Linked DNA regions of Rattus norvegicus: region 2 is linked to region 1. Evidence: chromatin contacts called from public Hi-C data. All regions are on one chromosome and are shown on one strand. Each heading gives the region's core, a stretch centred on a gene start, on an enhancer-like site or on the middle of the called end of the contact. The rest is flanking DNA. Distances are from core to core; before and after follow the strand shown. Region 1 overlaps LOC102548409 (a long non-coding RNA gene). Region 2 overlaps Arid1b (AT-rich interaction domain 1B).

What was found. Hi-C and Micro-C count contacts between places; a contact is called where the count stands out from the background.
Region 2: a contact with region 1 is called in a Hi-C map of mammary epithelial cells, with 2.6 times the contacts expected there. The contact joins two enhancer-like sites. A contact is called at or near these places in 1 of 12 Hi-C or Micro-C datasets (mammary epithelial cells) and 1 of 1 datasets of contacts at active chromatin or transcription factors (oligodendrocytes).

Annotation. Positions count from the first base shown.
Region 1 is chr1:47,891,279-47,897,365 of GRCr8, reverse strand. LOC102548409 (a long non-coding RNA gene) reads left to right here. Exons shown (of 2, transcript XR_349981.5): 2 at 149-813. Among named protein-coding and RNA genes, the nearest start is that of Arid1b, 80 kb to the left of the region's middle. Within about 2 kb of position 3,930, at least 89 of the 93 cell types and tissues checked have an H3K27ac peak or open chromatin away from gene starts, as enhancers often do.
Region 2 is chr1:48,123,217-48,129,303 of GRCr8, reverse strand. All of the region lies in intron 4 of Arid1b (AT-rich interaction domain 1B), which reads right to left. Among named protein-coding and RNA genes, the nearest start is that of Arid1b, 150 kb to the right of the region's middle. Within about 2 kb of position 2,578, at least 36 of the 93 cell types and tissues checked have an H3K27ac peak or open chromatin away from gene starts, as enhancers often do.

The DNA of each region.
Region 1 (6,087 bases), core at 2,681-5,180:
TGTGGCCAGACTTGCTCATCCCTTACTCCACACCTCTCTCAAGGGTTACCGCGGGCTATGCAGGTTCCCTGATATCAAGTACTGGAAGATATAACCTGAGTGTTGAAAGGCAGTGCACACTGGTCACGTGTTACCTTTGTCCACACAGGTGACCAAAATTTATGACATGGCCACCCATGACTTCACAGAGTGAAAAAAGCACATACAGTCTTACTGTCTGAGAGGAGTGAAGATTGTTTGAGGGCACAAAGGACAATGACGGAGAAAGAACGTGCTAAGAAAAAGTGTTTCCTGAAGCCTCTGCCCTTTGCCTCGTGTGGAAGCTTCTGTCTCCCAGGCTGAGCACCTCGTGGGCGGCAAGCGCTCAACACTTCATGGATATTATTTCTGATCCACACGACATCCTGTTAGGTAGATACTGTTGTTACCTTCCGCGCACAGATGAAGTTACTGAGGACCAGAAAGGTCTTGTGGTTGCCAGAGGCAGATGGCACAGGGAGTGAAAAATGATGCTTGCGAAGCCCTCAGGTCAGCTTGATTCCGGAGACTGTGTTCTTTGGTTCCCTGGAGGAGGATGCCCAATATGACCGACAGCACTCCTGTTGTAACAGAAGGACCCTGAGCTTCAAAATATGGAGACCTGCTTCAGCCAGTTCTACAGGGATGAGAGAGAAAGGGGGAAATTACTTAGAATGGCACCAACTAGAGAGAACCCCTAATATTTTAGGCATGCCCTTGCTAATTTGTAACCTGCTTCTTCAAATAACAATGCATCCTGTGCTCTTTTCCAATAAAGAGAGCTGTGGTTTTTAATGTCTGTGTCCATGTGGGTGCATATCATGTACTGTATGCCTGCAGGTGCACATTCAAGTTGGCCAGAGGTCAACACTGGGTGTTTGCAGGGGAGGGGATGAAGCCCTCAGTGTTAAAAATAATGATTCATTTTCCCTTCTGGCCCCTTAGTTCTCATCAATGGTAACTCTGAGACCAATTATTTATCATTAAATGCCTGGACCATAAGCTTTGGCTGATTCCCTGACTAGCGTGTAACTTATCTAACCATACAAATTATTCTTTGTTTGCCACTTGGTTAGTTACCTCTCCTCAGCCCCAACAGCTTCTTCCTTTGCATCTTCCCAGCATCTCCCCAGCTACTCAATTGGATTTTTCTTGTATCTCTCTTTATTTTATCCTGAGTTCAGCTACTTGCTGGTTTACAACAGGCTCCTCACTGCTCTCTTTAATCTCTCTCTCTCTTTTATACTATTTCCCAGAATCCTCTTTTCCTCCCAGTGTCCCACCTCCTATTCCCTGCCTCAGCTCATTGGCCATCAGCTTTTTTATAGACAGATGATGCTTTGAAGAGATTCTCTCTATACCTGAGTGAATGTGTACTGTTAACATGAGCGCAGCCATACCCAGGACCATGCTGCCTTAGACCAGTGGCTTTTAACCTTCCTAGCACTGTGACCATTTAGTACAGTTCCTCATGTCGTGGTGGACCCCAACCATAGAATTATTTTGTTACTACTTTATAGCTGTAATTTTGCTACCGTTATGAATCGTAATGTAAATGTCTGATATACAGGATATCTAACATTCAACCCCTAGAGGGGTTGAGGCCCACAGGTTAGGAACCATGGGAATCACAAGAACTTTTCCTGGTCTGAATAAGGATGTTGACAGTGTGAGGCAAAATCATGAAGCACGATTGTCTCTTCTAAGATGACTTCAGCCTGGTACTGATCCCCTACAGAGACCCACCCAGGGCTGCTGGTGTGTGTCTATCCAGGTTGCTGCCTACCCTTGTCCCCTTTTCTGTATAGGTGAATGTGTGTCTGTCGTTTCCTCATTCCCCTTTGATCCAGTAAGGTTACGTCCAAAGCTGTTCAGGTCCTGGCAGGTCTTAGTCCTCTGGAGGCACCCATTTTGATTTTTGAGACAAGGCTTCTCTTTACCCTGGAGCTTGCCAAGTAGGCTAGGTTAGCTGGCCAGGGGGCCCCAGGGATCTGAGTCTCCATCTCCTCCGTGCTGGAATTAGAAACACACACTACCACACCAAAGATCGTTATGTGGGTTCTGGGAATGGAACTCTGTTGCTTGTGTTTGCAGTGTAAGAATCTTACTAGTAGGCATCTCTCCAGCTCTGCAGTGTGGCTTAAGATTATTTATATTTTATGTATGTGAGTTTTGCCTTCATATACGTGGGGCAGCATGTGTGTGCCTGGTGCTGAGTCCCTGAAGCTGGAGTTACAATTATGAGGTGACTTGTGGGTACTGGGAACCAAGATGAGCCTTCTGCAAAAGCAACGGATGCTCTTAAAGGCCGAGCCATCCCTCCCGTCCTGAATTATATTTTTGATGTCTTCACTACACATTCCCTCGCTCTCCATTTTGTGACCTTGCCACCATTTATTTAGCATTCCTGAAGGCAGACATTTATCTTGTCTCCAGCGCATCCCATCTCTTTACAGAGATGACTAATACCTTTCTGTTTCTAAATCAACTCATGTCTTCACCAATGAGAAAGACCCTAATGGCCAAAGATGTTTAATGAAAACATCGGTTCCACACTTAACGTCTTTTTCCAGAGAGAACCTCATAGTCTCCCCAACTCCCTCAGTGCCTCCCTAACTCCCAACTCAGAGATTTTTCTTGGCATTTTTCATTCCGTGTACATTTTCTGAAGTTACCAAAACTGCTTACAGCTCTTTGCTTTTTTTTTTTTTTTGTGGTTCCTGTTTGTCCATGTTCTCTATTGTATCACATATTAACATTACTACTTAGCCCTACTATGTTCCTATCGTACATTCACTCCTTTGCTCACTTTCTGACCTCAATGTGGAAGTGCCTTTCCTGTCATCTGTGGCTGGTCCCCAAGGTTCTGTTCAATGGACTAACCTTTCATGAAGCCTATCCTGACCCCCCCACTCAATTAAAGTTAATGATCCTCATGCTAGCTTCCCAGGACTTCATTCTTGCCAACATACACTCATCCAGAAAAATGTACTCAGTGCTTATGGTGAACACTGGCCTAGGGCCTAGGGCAAATACCAAAATAATAAACCTTGCTACTCATACTTGGGGATCCTCACAGCCGTTTGGAGATGGTTAGAAACACATACACATACTCAAACTATTCCAGAGGGGTGGTCGGAGACACAGTTCAGTTGGCAGAGACTTGTAGTTGCTTAGCAGGCAAAGGGCTCTGGGTTCCATCCCAACCATCTCAAAAATAAACCAAAAAAAGACAGCAGTGCACACAAGGTGTCAAATGAAAAACTGACTTTTTATTTTATGCATGTTTCCACTTGGGAAAAATCAAGACCCTAAAAGAAGAGTTGGATTCTGTCCAGCTGCTGGGGTGAACCCTAAACCTCTACCCCAGCCACGCCCCCAGCCTTTGGGCCATGCTAATCCCCTCCCTGCAGAGCCCCCTAACACACCCTAAGCTAATGAAGACACCCAGGTCTGAGGAGTCACGGGGACTGAGTGGACCTCAGGCACGGTCCAACCTCGCTGCCCACGTTTCCCGGAGTCCGGTCTAGTTTTTACTTCTTCCTCTCTCCCTGAAATAGATACACAGCCGCCTCCAGATTTAGAACAGGAGCGGTGACTACTTCACGAAAGCCTGGAAAATATGACTTTTCCAGAAACGGTTCAGGTCGCTCATACATCTTAGGGTCCTGGCAACCGCAGATGTGGCGTTGCCCTCGGCCGAGGCTTTGCCTCCGGGGCCCGACTGGGAACTCGAAGGCTTCTCCAGCAGGGTGGAGGACGCCGGAGCGGGGCCTCTACGCCACGCAGTATGATCCGCACCCCATCCGGACCGGGTTTTGCCGCCCGCCGCGCTCCCGGAGCGGAGACAGGCGTCGCAGAGGCCTCCGCGGCCGGGGGTGGTTGGTGGCGGTGGTGTGTGTGAGGGCCGCACCGCGCACGCGCGCCGGAGGGGTCGCGGGCTCCTTGCTCCCCCGGCTCCGTCAGGCCGGAACCCTCGCGCCGCCGCCCCGCCCGGAGCCGCCCGGAGCCGCCCGCGCCCGGACCCGCGACGGCCGGGCGGGGCCTGTTTCCTCGGCCCGCGTCCTCGGGCTCGCAGCCGGGAAGGAACATTCCTGGCTCTCCCCGCCCCGCTGCGCCCGTTCCCGCTCCTCCCCCGCCGCGTGTTTTCCGCCCCAGTAAAGATCGTGCCACACAAATAAGCCTCGGATGCCCTTTGCCGAGCGGGCCATTTTCAGGGCGCGTCTCCGGAGCTGCTAAAAGTCTTAGTTTCTCCCCAAAGTGGAAGGTGTGGGGGGCGGGGGCGGCTGGGGCCGCTTCCAACTGCTCCGCACGCTCGAATAGTTGTCAGTAAAATCAAACTGACGTCAGCCCGGGGGGAAAAGATAGGTCTCTTTTGTTCTCATGTTCTCCCCCCTCCCCTCCCTTGCGATCAAAGGCAAAAAAACATTTTTTTTTTCTTTTGGAGGGTGGAGGGAAAGACAAAAAAAAAAGGGGGGGGGGAGGATTGCCGTGCAAAAAGATAGCTTCCATTAGAGCTTCTGCCCGGGCGAGGGGAATGTTTAATGAATGCATCAAGTCTTTTGATCACCCTCGCTCGGCTGGGTTCAGTAGTGCCGGAAGGTTAGTTGCATATCCTGTGGCTGATCTGAAATTCGATCAGCAGAGGGGGTCAAAGAAAAGAAAAGCATTTTAATGGGAATCAATAGAGGAGCATAGGTCTTGGAAGGAAATACGTGTTGATTAAAAATGCCACAAGATTTTTTAAAAAAATGTTCAAGACTGGTTTAGAGAAAACGAGAAAAAGGAAAATCGAGGGAGGGAGAGAGGGAAGAGAGGAGGGGGAGGAGGAGGGGGGAAAAAACCCTTAGCAATCTATTTTCTGTGTGCTGCTGCCAGAGAGGCAGTCGGCAGACCAACAGTTTGTGTAATGCTTCAAGCTACAGCGGGCAAATTTAAAGCTGTATGCTCAGAACAACATAATAAATACTTATTGAAAATGCATTTCTATTTCTAAGCGGGGCTCACTCATGCATTATACAAAACACCCAGGGCTGCAGTAGCAGACACAAGGGGACAAATAAGGTATACTGTGACTCGAGTCCTTAAAACTAAACTATGGGGCTTATAACAGTTGAGAGCAGAAACAAACAAACAAACAAACAAAATTTCCCTTAAGTCGAAAACTAACAGCTTTGAACAAAACCAAAGGCTTAAAATGGAAACTTTAAAGAAGTTATAATTTTAAAAAACGTCTCAAAACCGTGAGGGTAAGGAGAAGGGCATGGAGGGAGCCAATGGTAGTAGATAGCATATTGATTGCCTTACAGAGTAGAAAATTATTGCCCTGTAGGTAGTGCAAGTGATCAACAACGTATAAAACAGTTGAAGGTTTTCATGGCACTCCACCTACTACAGAGGAAAAGGGAAAGCAGCTTTCTTTAAAGCCAGGCTCACACCCACCCACACATATACTCTCTCACTCCTGTCTGCCTGGCCTGTTGGAAGAGAATCAATAGTATTTAAATTTTTACACGTTCAACAAAGACAACCCTTTCCTCGTGGAGAGAACATCCCAAGAACAATGTGCTGGAGAGCTTCCTTTAGAAGAGTTCTAGCAGCTCTTGACTGGGCTCCTGGATGCCAGTCCTCAATCTTCATCCACGTCTTTCTTACTCTTGTTCTTTCTGTCTCTAAAGAATATACAAAGGGATCAAAAAAGCATTCTCAGTGTAATTTCCCTTGGATATTCCCAATAAAGTTCTCCATTCAGCACCTCCCCATTCCGAATTCCTTATGTTCCAGTCTCTCACGCAGCGTGGTATTTTCATATAGTCTTTGCGTGACTGTGTGCTGTTTGACGCGTGGCCAATGATGACTGAGAATGTAGCGCACAGCACATTTGTAGATGGCAGTCATGTGACAGTGTCAGAAGGTTGGATACCTCTTCTGTAAATCATCTCCAGTTTGTATTCCTAACACATCCTAAATGTCATGTATGCTGCACTGTTTAGTCTGTACAGCGGGGTGTGTTGGCATGAGGTGAGGTGAGGTTAAGGAGGGGCTTGAAAATCTGAGGTAAGCCTGAGT
Region 2 (6,087 bases), core at 1,329-3,828, 230 kb before region 1:
CGAGGCATAGGTCAGATTTGTGCCAAGACACACAGAGAGAAACAAGGAAGAGGCAGCATTCCACTTCCACTGCCTAGGTGCAGACCCTAACACGAGAGCTCATGGCGTAGGTGGCTGTCCTGGGCACTTTTATGTCAACCTCATGCCAGCTGGAGTCACTATCGAAGAAGGAACTTAATTGAGAAAAATGCCTCCCATTACATGGGCTTATGGGCATGCCAGTGGTACATTTTTCTTGACGGATGGATGGCCCCAGCCCACCGTGCGTAGGGCCACCCTAAGGAAGTGGTCCTGGGTTCTATAAAAAGTCAGTCTGGGCAAGCCATGAGAAGCAAGCCAGTAAGCAGCACCCCTCCATGGCTTCTGCATCAGCTCCTGCCGCTTTGTTCCTGTCCTGTTTGAGCTCCTACAATAACTTTCCTCAGTGACAGACAGTGCTGTGGAACTGTAAGCTGGAACAAATGATTCCCAAGTGGCCTTTATTCAGTATCTTTATCACAGCAACAGAGACCCTAATGAGGACAGTGAGAATCTATGTTCTTCGTTAAAACCCCATGTCCCTCAAATGAGACCATTTCATTCAGAAGGTCCCCACACTGAGGAGGGCATCCGAGGCTGTGGACCACCATACGCAGCTGTTTCTGGAGCTTACCTACTGAGGACTTGGTCACCCTCCTGACTGACAGCCTGCCCGCTCCTCTGCATACCAGGAGGGATGAGGCCTTTCACGGAGAGAACTCAGCTGCACATGGCACTGCTGTCGCAATCACGAATTACATTTAACGTCTAATTATTAGAGCCTTCCCACTTGTCTCTCTGGAAAAGTCCTGTGTGATCCCCAGTGAAAACTTGCTGGATAAGAGCCTGGACAGCACATGCAGAAGGCAGGCGCATGGCACTGCCCTGAGGGAAGTCTCTGAAGGTGGTGCTGGGTGGGTGGATCACATACATCGACAGCACACACGCTCGGTACACACCCGGATGAGGGAGGGCAGAGAGCAGAGTGCCCGACCTTAGCCTGATGTGACTCGCAGTAACACTTACTATGAGATGTGAATTGACAAATGCCACAAATCACACGAAGGACAACAGGCACCACACTCAGGATCTTAACAACAAGGTTCTGAATGACGTTCTACACAAACCAGTGTGGGACGGGGTGGGTTCATGCCCTAAAGCAGTTCCCTCCTACTGTGTACTATAACACACCTCTGGACACTGTCTGGTCACAGACGTCAAATTTGGAGGTACTAAGACAAACAAGTGAGACCAGAGAGTTAAGGCCAGGTGGAAGGTGGGTGTGGCAGAGGATGAGAGGAGTTGTCCATGGAATTAAAAGTGAGGCAGGAGAAGTACCTGAGCCCCAGAATTCAAGGCCAGCCTGGGGAACACAATGAGAGTCTTTTTCTTTAAGAAAAGAAGAAAAGAAAAGAAGATGGTGATGCCAATGTTAGGGTGGAGATCTATAAAGGAGACAATCAATTCAAGAGACTACTTAGCCTTGCAGGGGTGGGAGGGGCAAATATTAAATTGTCTGGACCAGCCCTCACATAGGAGAGAGACATTAATTTGTTTTGTGTAGGTGAAAAGGGCAGAAATAGACCTCAGAGCCAAGCTAGGTGGTGACAGCACATGCCTTTAGTCCCAGCACTTGGGAGGCAGAAGCAGGAAGATCTCTAATTTCGAGGCCAGCCTGGTCTACAAAGTGAGTTCCAGGGTCCCCAGGGTTATAAAGAAATCCTGTCTCACATCCCCAACACACACAAAGAATCATCCAGTTAGCATGAAGAGAAACCCCTAAGTGACCTTAGTGAAAGATTTCATCCTGTGATAAAGTCTGTATTGTGTGGCACTGTGCCAGAATCAATTTATGAATCAAGTGAGCAGAAACGTGGCTATCCTACCTGTAAGCACACGGTCTATTCCTACGCAGGTTTAATAAGCCAAAGATATTACTTCTAAAGTTACATCAACTGAAATCTTTCAAACTGTCTCTTTTCCTCCTCCAAACGCTCATGTGAGAGGGGCACTCAGTGAGGTCTCACAACGAAAGCGTTTTCAAATCCACCACTGCTACAGTTCACCAGAATGGCTAACCAGACATTACTACAAACGCAGCTTTAAAAAACTTTGCTCTCAGGAAAGCTTAGTCATTTAACACTGTTCCCCATGTGAAGCTGTGAAGGATCAAGCCGAGAATGGGTTAAGTCCTAAACTAAAGGAGCAACAGAGCAAATCTGACTCTGTGTTTGAAAAAGCCTATAAAAATGTTACAAGCAAAACAGGAAAGCCTGTGTTAATAATGCATAAACCAAAAGAGAGGGGAAAAAGCTACCCATTTAATGGAATAATGCTTTTATCCTTGCAGTTAAAACTAAATAAACCATGACTATTAATCTAGTAAGACCATGTAAAAATGTAATTTTTAAACATTTACTAAAAGGGTAGACTTCAGTAACTGCTCTAAAAAGCAAGGCCTTGTGTACAGCAGCGTTTAAATGCTAAGCACCAATCTCCAGTCTGCCTAGGCCATTACCCACCCTGTCACCATAGCAACGCTAACAGTATGCCTGACTTCAAAGACAAAGATGTAATTTCAGACTTCCAGCAGCCAGAGGGAGTGGTAAGAATATTCTACCCAGGCAGTGTCAGCTGATGATAAATTATAAAAATATCCAGGAACATTATGAGGCGGACTATACCACGGTCTCATATTCCTCCGGGAAGACCTGCCTTAGTCAATAACACCAGGGGACCCTGGGAGTAAAACCAAAAGTAAACAGTCAAGAACCTCAATTTCATGGCACAGACTTCTTGCTTTTTCCTTGCTCCCAGAAGAAAATGCAAATAGTTTCTCCCACTACCCTTTTCTCACTCAGTAGGAGTGACTGAGGGTCTGTGTTGATTTGCAACACCACCCCCATGCCCGCTAAACTGAATGCTGTGACTGCTTCATGGGAGGAGCTGGGCCCACATCCATCTGCACCGAGCTTGGGAGAGCACCTGCCCTCGCCCCACCCCTGGCTTTTCTCACAACCACTCAATCACAGAAAGTGTAAGTTGTGGGCTTTTTAAAAACACTACAAGTACGGAAGGCTGGCCCAGCAGTAACCCAGCTGAACCATAACTAAAAGTCAAGATTACAGAGTTGAAAACTCACCAAGTTCTGGACAAGTGCGGTTGTGGAAATTCAGGAGAATCTTGGAGTTAAAGTTATCCTGAAAAGTTTTTTATAAAGAAATAGGATTTGCTTTTACGTCAAGTTAGTAACAGATGATGAAGATGGGCCCAAATCAAAGACAGATCTATTATTATATTACTGTCTATAAGAATAAATACAGTGTAACATGAATTCACTTTCTGCTGAATAGCTCTAATCATAAGAGTTAGTTTTCTTATAAAAATAGGAACAGCCAAGAGCCATCCCTTTCACAGACTTGAAAGGCTGCCCAAGCTTCCCACCAAGAAAAGAGCTACAGTTTCAAACCAGGGTTGTTGTCCTTTGTCCCTGCGGCTCCTTGGCAGGCACCCAATCCCTCTCTTTAAAGGGTCAAGGGCTGTGACTAAAGTATACCTGGAGGCTGAGTTGCTTCCCTTGACCTCTCCCAGGGGTGGAGACAGGGGAGTCAGGCCAGCCAAGTCTCTCCTCAGGAAGAGCTGGACAGATAGGCCTCCTCTTCTCTGCACTGACATGTGCCCAAGTCTAGAAGTTCATGAAAAACAGCATGCCTATCTCACCACACATGCACCAGACGGTGGCCTCAAGTCACCAGTGCACCTAAAATCCTAGCCACCATCATCCCACCAATTTCTTAACTAAGGAACAAGCCAACTTCTGTGAAAACACACAACACGTTTCAAAAAAGGAAAATGTCACCTTCATACCTATCTCAAAAAAACAATCAGATTATAAAACTACTTGCAATTCAGCAACATTGAGTGAATTTTCATTCTGCTACATGTTTATGATTAAGGGAACTATTTTAAAAGTCACCATGAAATATGAAAGTGGGCTCAATAAACCAGTCCTTTGGATATAACTGTTAGATTTACAATTTTGACAGTTAAAAGAGCCAATCAAGTTCTAGAAAAAATTTTCAATTGTCCATTATTTGAGTGACAAGGCCTCATGTAAGCCCCGTGTAAGCTTTTGACTAATACAGAATCACGGCTTTAACCACACAGAACAGTCTCTATTTTGGTACCAATTTCATTATTTTCTCAGGATCGTTTTATGTTTCTTTATAGAACATTTCCTTCTACAAAATCACAGAAGGTGAGGTTCCCTAAGATATAACGTATTTTGCCTTTCTATTAAAAATTGTATAACTTCAAACTCCCCTCTTCACCATGGTAGCTGGGTCACACACAGCCTTCAACTGACCCTCCATTTGTGGTGACATCATTATTCCGGCTTGTTGGTTTTCCACCCCCACCCCCACCTGACAGATTAGAGCAGCTTTTTAAAAATCGGAACTTGTGGCTTTAGGTCAACTCAAGCTCTTCTAGGAGCAGTGGGGCTACCCATCCTGAATGCAAACATAACAGAAGACATTCCCTCCTCACAGCAGGCTTCTCACCATTAAAAATGGCGACTGAGCCATACAAAGTAAACAAATGTCTTCCTAATTCTCAAGCAAAGAGCAACAACGGACAGCTGCAAGAAAATTCACCCACGCCACTTTCATACACCTCCATAAAGAAAATTACTTTGATCATTAGCTTAGAGCGTCCAGATTGCACTTTGTATTGAATCCAGAATCTGGAGGGTGAAATGCAGTCCTAGTACTTTTCCCATCCAACTGTTCTAATGAACCTTAGATGTTTACATGGACAGAAAAGCAGAGCTGTGCTGACCAGGACACCAAGGACACCACAGGCTGCCAGCAAAAATGAGAGAAGGTGTGTGTCTACTTCAAAGACAGTCATGTTCATTTCCTCTGTAATCTCCCCGAAATCTGCACAGGGTCTTTGGGTTAAACACTGAAACTGAAGGAACAGCAAAGAACCTGGATGAGAAACTCCAAAGTGTGAGTGCCATGGACACCCCAAAGTAATGGGTTTACCTATTTATCATCCAAACAGCTGGGATGAAGAGTAAGAGACCAGAAAAACAGGGTCACTCTTTATAATTATTAGTATAATTATTGACAGATACCCTTCCTCAGCTCTCCCTAAATGTATCTGTATACGTATATATGTGCACAGGCGCCATACTACATGCACATACCTGCAAGCACACACAAGCATGATAATTTTTATGTTGTATTTTTACATTATTTATTTAATGTATATGAATACACTGTTGCTGTCTTCAGACACACCAGACATGAGATCCCATTACAGATGGTTGTGAGCCACCATGTGGTTACTGGAAATTGAACTCAGGACCTCAGGAAGAGAGCAGACCATGCTCTTAACCAATGAACCATCTGTCCAGCCCTCCCCACTTTTTTTTAATTTCTAAGATGGCTTTTTATACAGACTGGATTGGCTTTGAACTCACTATGTCATCAGGCTGGCTCTGAATTCCTAACCCTTGCCTATACCTCTCAGGTGCTGGGATTGCAGTCCTTTGTTACCTAACACCTGGCACCAGCATTTTAAATTAAAGGTTACCACTGGGTACCATCTCAGGCTGCCCCACAGATCTGCCATCTAGAGCGTTAATGATGGCTTGCTACACTGCATACCAAGAACTCCTCTACCCATTTACTTTTGCCTTCTTTCCGGCAACTTCTGTACATTCTCAGATAGCACCACAGGGTAGAAAACAGAAGGGCGAACTCCAGTCACAACAGCTGCTCTGTCACCAATTCCCACTCTGAAAACCACGCTGAGGCTCAGGGGTGAGCAGGACACTTGGGAATTATCAGTACATTTCAAATGTCCACACTAGATCTGCAATGTCTTAGACCTAGTTTATGACATGAACCCTAAAGGATTTGGCCTCTTTATCATTTGCTCCTGACCCAAGGGGGAAAAAGTCAAATTTGGGGGAAATTTTTATTTTATCATAAAATCTCCAGTAATATTTTCCGCATCTTTCTGTGTGAACAAACCCCACTAAAATGAGGAGTCGAAGCG